Regions from separate parts of the Mus musculus genome. Here region 1 is linked to region 2. A link is a contact called in public promoter capture Hi-C data. All regions are on one chromosome and are shown on one strand. The core of a region is the stretch at or near the end of the contact, and the rest is flanking DNA. Distances in the headings are between cores, read along the strand shown.

Region 1 (4,600 bases), core at 1,831-4,330, 2.9 Mb after region 2:
CAAGGAAGACAGGATATCTCCACTTTGGGGGCAATTTATAGCTGAGCTAGGGTTGTTAGGATATGAAGGATGTTGAAGTCGGGGGTTCTTTATGGAGCATTTAAGTGTTGCATTGGTCACACTGCTACTCATTCTAATGGCATACCAATAATGTTGGATGCTTCAGGGGCTCACTGCTACTCATTCTAATGGCATACCAATAATGTTGGATGCTTCAGGGGCTCACTGCTACTCATTCTAATGGCATACCAATAATGTTGGATGCTTCAGGGGCTAAGAATAGACCACAAGGTAATCTTTCCAGATGACCTTGGGAAATACTCAGCATTTTCATCACTCTTCTCTACATGTCTAAAGGGATTGCCACCTGATACAGGCTGGAAAAAAAGCACTCACCTCAAAGGATGCATTTGCATAGAGTTTTGGTGCTCTGTTTAAATGTAATATTGGCTTTCGAGTCAACCAAGTTTTCAGCTCATTGTTCATAATATTTCAGAGACTAGCCTGATTATGATGGGGCAAAAATAAGCCCACTTACTAGACTCTACATAGGAAAAACACTTCTGAAGTCTAAACTGGGAAATAGCATTTGGTTTAGTGGGTTTTATTCTTATACTCATTAATAAAATACATTTAGTCATTTCAGGTAACCTTCAGATAGGGCAATTATTTACAATGCTCACAAATAATTGGCTCCTCTTTTAAAACAAACAAACAACCCCATGTAGATAATATTGAGTTCTACTGGCTTAGACTTGCAGATATAAACTTTTCTCCCATCTGGCTTGCCACATCTTCTCTTTGCCATTGCATTCCTGGGGCTGTGGTAGAGCTCTCTTGACTCTGTACAACAAGCTGAGGTAAGATGAGGCTGATATAGTACAGAAGTTATCACATTTTTTTTAATTTGGGAATTATACCCAAATTTTTATATACACCGTGTTATATTGAATGGTCTGTAAACTTAATTAAATACAGGCAGACAAATGGATGCAAAGTAAAGTGTATTCCATTTATGAGATCCATAACAACATGTCTTAAATGTTTTCAATAAAAATGATATTATTTTCTCTATTATCATACTTGACTAATGTTCACAAATCAACTTTAATATGCCACAGTGTTATAGAAGGTGCTAGATGGTTTTTGCCTAGCTTTCCCCATCCCAGAATCTATAAAGAAAAAGGATTAAATTTGCCACCAAAACACCATTATGCTACCTGCTATAAGTTGACACAGATAGTAACATAATTTGGGGGCTGGAGAAGCGGTTCTGCGGTTAAGAACACTGGCTGTTTCCCAGAGGACTGACTTTTGCTGCCCAGCGTTCACGTGTCACCTTACAGCCATCTTGCCCTCAGATACAACACCCTCTTCTGGCCTCTGCAGGCACCAGGCATGCCTACACTGCACAGACACACATGCAGGCAAAAAACTCGTACCAATTACAAAATAAAATTTAAAAATTTAAAGCTTCTTACTTATTTAATCTTTTTGCTTTAGGAGGTTTTTTGTTTGCGTCTATATATTTTGTTATTGTTGTTGTCATTGTTGTTGTTGCTATTGATTTGGAACAGGGTCTCATGTAGCCCAGGCTAGCTTTGAAATTGCTGTATAGCCAAGGATGACCTGGGATTCCTGATGGCTCTTCTTCCACCCTCCAAGGGCTGGGATAACAGTTGTGTGCCACATGCCAAAAATTCCAGGCTTTATTACAAATAATGCACCATGAATATCCCTCATTTTAAAAATATCTGGACACAATTGCCTATGCATAATTCATATGATTGTTCCCCTGATTAGCTTTTAGAAGAGAATTTTGGCCAGAGAAAAGATCTGCAGTGTTGAGATCTCCTATCACACAGTCTGCTTTGCGGGGGGCTTCTGGATAACTCACTACTCTGGGAGGATTTGTAAAACATTATGCTGGCTAAGACTTGTGATTCATGTGTACATGATCCTGTATGTAAGCTTAAGTCATTCAAGCCACATCTGTACCACTGTTTTTTTGTTTTTGTTTGTTTTTTTTTTTTCAGAAAAATAGAAAGGCAGCAACCCTGATAAAATGTTAATGTCTCCATGTGGAAGTCAGCCATACCTTTCCATGAGATTTTTCCATTCCAGTTTATCAAAATGCAAAGGAAATAATAGGACAGAACAAGGCTGGAGCAAGGGTAGGCACTTGAGACAGCATCAGACAAGCAGAGAGCATTAGGGACCATGTGGAAGTTGTCTGCCTTTACCACGAGGCTGCTCATTCTGAGAGAGCACAGACCCCTTTCCCTGAAATATCTTAAAACTCAGTAGCTGGTTAAAAGTGTTTTGGCTACAACTATGTAGCATTTCGCCTTTGCTTTTATTATCTTCCTCACTTGTTAAGAATGGGTATGGGAGATTTCTAGCATTCAAGTCTGGCTCTATTCAGTTTCCTAGAGCTGCATCTGGCTACCTGCAAGCTCCCCCCATTACTAAGGGAAAAAGGACCTGTAAATGAGGATGGAATATTTGTGATTATTTTGTTGCATTTTAAAGGCTGAAAAAAGTTTCTAACTCAAAATTGTAACTGTCCGTAAAACTGACAGCTGACAAACCAAACTGACTTCTAAAACTCTCCCATTTAACCTGAGATGAATAATTCTGATATCCCAGACTCTTCTAAATGCTGGGATTATCCGCGTGCACAACACCGGCGTTTTAAGCGGTGCTGGACTCCGCGCACGGATTTAGCAACTGGTCTACACCCCTGGCCCTATGGGCATCTAGGAGAGGTTTCAAACAGTTGCAGGATGACAACTAGTTTTCAGGGCGGCGAGGGAGACACCCAGTGGTTGCCTTCTTACATTGATCTAAGGAGTTGAGTGCCTTTAATCACTTACTGGGGGGTGAGGGTAGCGATTCAGGTGGCTCGATGAAAGTGTCCGAAGAGGACTCGCACAACATGGGGTCAAGGACACAACTCATGACCTAAACCAAAGTTGAGCAGCTAAACCAACTGATCCAATGCTAGGGTGGGCAGGAAGTGCGCAAGCGCGCAGCCTTCCCGGACGGGGCGGGGCGAGGCGGGGTGCAGGGGGCGGGGCAGATAAACTGTGGCTCGGGCGCCGAGCCGCTCCGCTCTCACCCTAAGGCTGGCCATGGTGCTGCGTGGCGTCAGGGTTGTGGAGCTGGCAGGCCTGGCCCCGGGGCCGTTCTGCGGAATGGTCCTGGCGGACTTCGGCGCCGAGGTGGTGCGCGTGAACCGGCTGGGCTCCACGGGCGAGAATTTTCTGGCCCGAGGCAAGCGCTCGCTAGCGCTGGACCTGAAGCGCTCTCAGGGAGTCACGGTGTTGCGGCGCATGTGCGCACGCGCGGACGTGTTGCTGGAGCCCTTCCGCTGCGGTGAGCCCTGCGGTGCTGCGAGATGACATTCCCTCCTGCCCGATTTCTCCCAGCTTCTCTGACTCCTTCTTAAGACTTTTAATTTGCTTGATTCCCCCCCCCCCAGATTTGCCTTTATTATTTGGAGGTATTGAACCGTACGAGAATCTAGTGCAAGAGATAGACTGAAAAGCTTCACATAGGAATAGAGTCATTGACCCTTTGATATGTGATATACCCATGCTCTAAAGCCATTCACAGACCATGGTTAACCTTTCTCTAATTGCTGGTATTTCCAAGTTCCAGCTTCAAGATCACCTCATTTACTTTGGGCCATATGAAAACATTGTTTTAGTGCTCTGTAGACAAACGACCAATTTGTTAACAGTATCAGTTTTGAGCACTTGCATGCTTGGTGGCATGCACCTCCATCCGACTGTACATTGGTATTTGCAACTGTCACAAACCCTGAACCAAATCTGAAGGCATTCCTTCTGTATTAGCTCAGAGAATCCATTCCAACCAGCCCCTTACTAATATTGCCTGGTAGATACCAGGACGACAGTAAATTTGACAATAAGTGGGACGGGAGTGGGTGTCTAGGCATATTTATATTTAACTCTTTTAGTTCTCACAAGCATATCTGAGGACAGTACTGTAACATTTAAGATTATGTCACAATGTAAAAATGCTCCAATTGAAGATGAGGGTGGGTCAGTGTGATTAGTTTCTTCAGTTGACTCTTAATTCTGACAACTTTCACCAAAATCACAACAAACACTGTTAGTATCACTTGCAAGAGTGTGTTTTTGGTTTGCCCCGTAAAAGGAATTATTCCCATCTTTGATTCGTGCTCTCTTTAAAAACAAAACTGATAGGTTAGGGTTATTTTTCTGCGTGTGAAACGAGCCAGTTCAAGCCAGATTAGATTATATTAAAGGCAGGTTTATTGGGAAGCTCCTCTCTAGCAGTTCACTGGCCCTAAGGACCAGGGAAGTGTCCATGGGGAAAGGAAGGATAGGGAAGGAGAGAGAAAGAAAGGTCATAGGGGGGGGGGGAGGAAGAGGAAGAGGAGGAATGGGGAGCTTAAAATGTCTGGATTGTATAGAGAAGAGCCTCTTGGGGAAGAGCAGCCCAGGTCTGGGATGGAAAGTTCAGGGTTGGGGGCTGGAGCATATGCCAGGAAGGAACTGAGGGGTGCTGCGAGGAGGACCTGGAGCCAGGTCTATTTTGATATGTGATA
Region 2 (4,348 bases), core at 1,516-4,015:
GAGAAGGGACAGGACATCTGTCCTCTAGCTGTGACATGGACATGCTCTCTGGACTCACATGAGCTACAACTACCTTCACAAGACCCACAGAGAAAGAGGCAGTTGATAACTGCAACATGGACAGGGAAGGGGCTCATAAGGCTCCACCCCCCAATTGAGGACCTATTCACAACTAGGGAAGCTGGAGGAGGGGAAACATTTCTCTCCAGGGATATGGTCAGAGGTAGAGAGCCCACATAAATGCAGGCAGCACTACCTGAATGCAGAGTATAAGAGGAGTCTGAAGAGAGCAAGAGGGAAGAGTTCCAAGAGGAGTGGCCAGATGATCAAGATACACTGTAGATATGAATGAAACTATCAAAGAAGAAACAAAATATTACAAAATATCTTAAACACACAGTATGAAAGCCAGGTGGTGGTGTGGTGGCACACTTTGATCCCAGAGCACTTGAGTTCCAGGCCAGCCTGGTCTACAGAGCACTTCCAGGACAGCCAGGGCTACACAGAGAAACCCTGTCTCAAGCAAAACAAAACAAACAAACAAATAAGGTTATCTTTTAATTGGTCTATTAATGAGCTATGATAAATATACATGAGAGCTAAAAAAAAGAAAAAAATTCCACCTACTAACATAATCACAGACTATCCATCCCTCCTACTCTTGAATAAGGTATCCATGGGTTTTTGTTTGTTTTCCAATTTTTTAGTTTTTTTCTAAATAGCAACAAAAAGACAGTATCTAACCAGGTGCATACTACACGGTAAAATCCCAGAACCAAGGAGCTAAGAGGAAAAAGGGTCAGAAGCACACGGTCATCCTCAGCTTACATACAAAGTCTAAGGCAAGCCTGAGCTGTGTCAGGTCCTGTTTTAACTAAGAAATAAAAATAAATAACAAAAAATAAGTAAAGACAGTCTAACTACATAGTCCAGGCTAGCTTCAAACTTGAAACCTGCCTCAGCCACTCAATTAGATTCTTGTATCAAGTTATTAAAGTTTTTAATAACTCTCTCAACAAACAAAAAATAAAATTTAAGTGATACAAGATCTCTGGACACTAAAATAAATCAAGTTCTAACAGTGCAGCTTAGTAATGGGACAGGTAGTTAGCATGCAGGAAGCCCTGTTGAGTCCTCCTACTACCAAAAATTAAATCATGTTTTGGAGGCCGGGCATGGTGGCGCATGCCTTTAATCCCAGCACTTGGGAGGCAGAGACAGGAGGATTTCTGAGTTCGAGGCCAGCCTAGTCTACAAAGTGAGTTCCAAGACGGCCAGGGCTATACAGAGAAACCCTGTCTCAAAAAAAAAATCATGTTTTGGAAGAATATAATACATGAAAATCGCAAAATACTGTCTTAAAAAGCAATGTTTACTCATAAATATGATATTAAATTTTAATATGCACCAGGAGATCTAAAAAAAAAAAAAAACAGATTTGACTTCCTTTTCTTCGTGATTCTCCTAATTTTCTGAAGTCAAAAACAGGAGTTGGAGAGATGATTCACAAGTTAAGAACACTTGTTGCTCTTGCAAAGGACATGTTTAGTTCCCAGGGCCCACAAGGTGGCTCACAACCATCTGTAACTCTAGTTCCATGGGACCCAGTGACCTCTTCTGGCCCCCATAGGTACTGCAGGCAAATGGTGCACAGACATAGAGGCAAAACAACCGCTCAGAAATATAACTATATATACATTTATCTTTTAAAAAAATAAATCCACCGGGTGGTGGTAGCTCAAGCCTTTAATCCAGGCAACCGGGAGACCGAAGCAAGCAGATCTTTACGGGTTCGATGCCAGCCTGGTCTACAGGGTGATATCCAGGACAGCCAGGACTGTTACACAAACACACACACACACACACACACACACACAAAACCTGTCTAGAAAAAAACAAAAAACAAACAAACAAACAAAAGAGGAGAATGAATAGGAAGAAGAGGAAAAGAGGAGGTGGAAGAGGGAAGGAAAAAGAAGAAAAGAAGGGAGAAAAGAAAGAAAAAAAGTAAATACTGTAACTACCCTTTTATCGACTAATTACCTAGAAGAAGCTAAGTAGATGAATAAATGAAACAATGAATGAATGAGAACTAGGTACATCAGAGAGACATTTGTTCCCAAAACAAATTACAGGTCAATTTCCATTTGATTTTTCTAGCACTGATACTATTAACAGATGATTATGTCTTTTGAGACTGTTTTTTCTTTTAAATCACCTAATAATGTGACAAGACCAGGGTATACATTAAGACTGAAGAGGAAGAAACGCTATATCCACCAAAATGTTATTTAATGGTCGCCACTAAATGTCTTTCTCAGACTGGGTCACCATAGTAATCCCTTTCCGTCAAGGTTTCCAACTGTCACCTGAACTGGTCTCAACAGTTTAAATGGGACCGATTCGGATTTGGCACGGCGGAAGGCGCCGGTCAAAAGTGGCAGCTCTCCTACCCTTTACTCGCAAGCCCCGGGCGAAGTCGGGCTGGGCTCTGCCCCGGGCAGTCACTCACCGAATCCTGTGAAGCCCATGGTGACCGCCAGCTGAGGGTCGGGTCCCGCCGTGTCTGCGCCTGTCACTGGAGCAAGAAACAAAGGACAGACCGGCCGTCAGCCCGGCGCTCCAGTGCCCAGCACGGCCCTCCACCCCGGCTGGCCCGCCTAACCCACACCCACCTTCGCTGGTTCCCGAGTGCTCCATGACTGCCCGAGCCCACCGCCTCCGTGGATGCAGCAGCGCGCGACTCCCGGCAAGCCCGACGGAAGTGTCGTCACCGAGACCGCGTCGCCAAGAGCGGCCCGGCTGCGTGGGTAGGCAGGCTTTCGGACTCTCGCCCCCTAGCGGTGCGGAGGGAATGCGCTGACAAGCCACGAGGAGGTCTAGTTTGGGAGTTCCCTAAAACCTTTCGGTGGTTTCAGATGCGTTCTCAAGCAAAGTCCTGGCACGTTTCTAAGGAAATCAACAGAATCTTGTTATTTGCATGCTACTTTTATCTATATTCGTAATGTACTTGACGTACATGATGAAACTTCCACTGCTGCCCATCTTCTCAGTATGCTTGAAGAAACCACTATCTAGTTATAAAGATGCCAGAAAACTGAAGAGTTGTTAGGAATGTTTAAAGCGCTTGCCCTCAGTCTCCACTCTCTAGGCTAGCCTTGTTTACTAAGGGTTCCAAATGTTACATGTTACATAACTACTGTGTTTCCAATTTATTTTAGTTTCTTTACAACTCTGTTCCTATTCTTAATGACACATCATTTAATATACTTTTAAAGTCTAAAACAAATACTTGGTTGAATTTTTCTTTTGTCAGAGTCTCTCATTTTGTAATCCATGCCTGGCCCAGAACTCAGAGACCCATCTAGATTCCTCTGCCTCCCAAGCTTTTAAAGATGTGTGCTACCAAGCCAAGTGAAAATACTTCATTTTCACATGCACTCAATGATTGTGGACGTGGTATAAACATGCCTTACTGTGCAACCTGCAGACCTATTCTTCTACTATGTGGTTCTGGGGGTGGACCTCAAGTCACAAGCTTAGCAGAAAAGACAATTTCCTACTGAGCCTTGTAGTCCACTCAAGAATGAAAATTCTTTGATAAAATTACTCCTGAGCCCCAATATTAGACTCCTGTCTCTGTCTATGGTTCATTGATAATGATTATCTAATGCTTCCATTGTCCTTAGAGTAAAAGAAAAATTTATTAGTACAAAGAAGCTGTAGATCTGTGGTTGCTTAGCATAGACAAGGCTAAGGGTCTGTATTGGATCTCCACCACAAAAAAATACAAATTTAATAAAAGGTTAGCCTGACTTCCAAAACCTTTCTATTCCAATCTTGTCATTTTCAACATTCCCATTTAGTGCAGGGAGCGGCCTCAGAACACATAGTCCTGAATGCTTTAACTCTTCACCAAGTCATTGATCCAACCAGCTCATCTCCAACTATCAAATTAAATCTCTCCTGCTTTTGAAAGCATCTGTAGAACTTTGTAGGCCTCCAACTAAATAAGGCCCACCTACCATGTGATACCCTAGTCTGTCTTCATAATATAATGGCTGGGCAGGCACTCTTGAGTGGTTATTAAATGAATTAATAAGAAGAAATGGTTGTGAAGGCAAGTTACTTTTCCTATGCACAAGATGTATATAATTTGTAGCAAGGAAGTTTGGGTTTGCCTCAAGAGATTACTAGTGACAAATTACCCTGAACTTCAACCAGTAAGGCTAATTTATTTTGCCTACTCTCAAATATGTTATTATTGGTGCTAATATTTCTTTTCTGAGCATAAATAAGCAGCCATTAGATACTGGAGTAGAACTTTATGAATGATATTATGTATCCA

The links. Promoter capture Hi-C pulls out the DNA fragments that hold promoters and counts their contacts.
Region 1: a contact with region 2 is called in a promoter capture Hi-C map of pre-B cells, with 2.6 times the contacts expected there. The contact joins the promoter of Amacr here to the promoter of Wdr70 in region 2. A contact is called at or near these places in 3 of 39 promoter capture datasets (the C10 cell line, hippocampal neurons and pre-B cells), 1 of 484 Hi-C or Micro-C datasets (CD4 T cells) and 1 of 115 datasets of contacts at active chromatin or transcription factors (astrocytes).

What each region holds. Positions count from the first base shown.
Region 1 is chr15:10,978,676-10,983,275 of GRCm38.p6, forward strand. It overlaps Amacr (alpha-methylacyl-CoA racemase), which reads left to right and starts at 3,081. Exons shown (of 5, transcript NM_008537.4): 1 at 3,081-3,378. The coding sequence starts at 3,135. Gm34315 (a long non-coding RNA gene) reads right to left here and starts at 2,958. Exons shown (of 3, transcript XR_383838.4): 1 at 2,877-2,958. C1qtnf3 (C1q and tumor necrosis factor related protein 3) reads left to right here. Exons shown (of 6, transcript NM_030888.4): 6 at 1-1,487.
Region 2 is chr15:8,096,444-8,100,791 of GRCm38.p6, forward strand. Wdr70 (WD repeat domain 70) reads right to left here and starts at 2,766. Exons shown (of 18, transcript NM_001081402.1): 1 at 2,676-2,766; 2 at 2,513-2,578. The coding sequence starts at 2,700.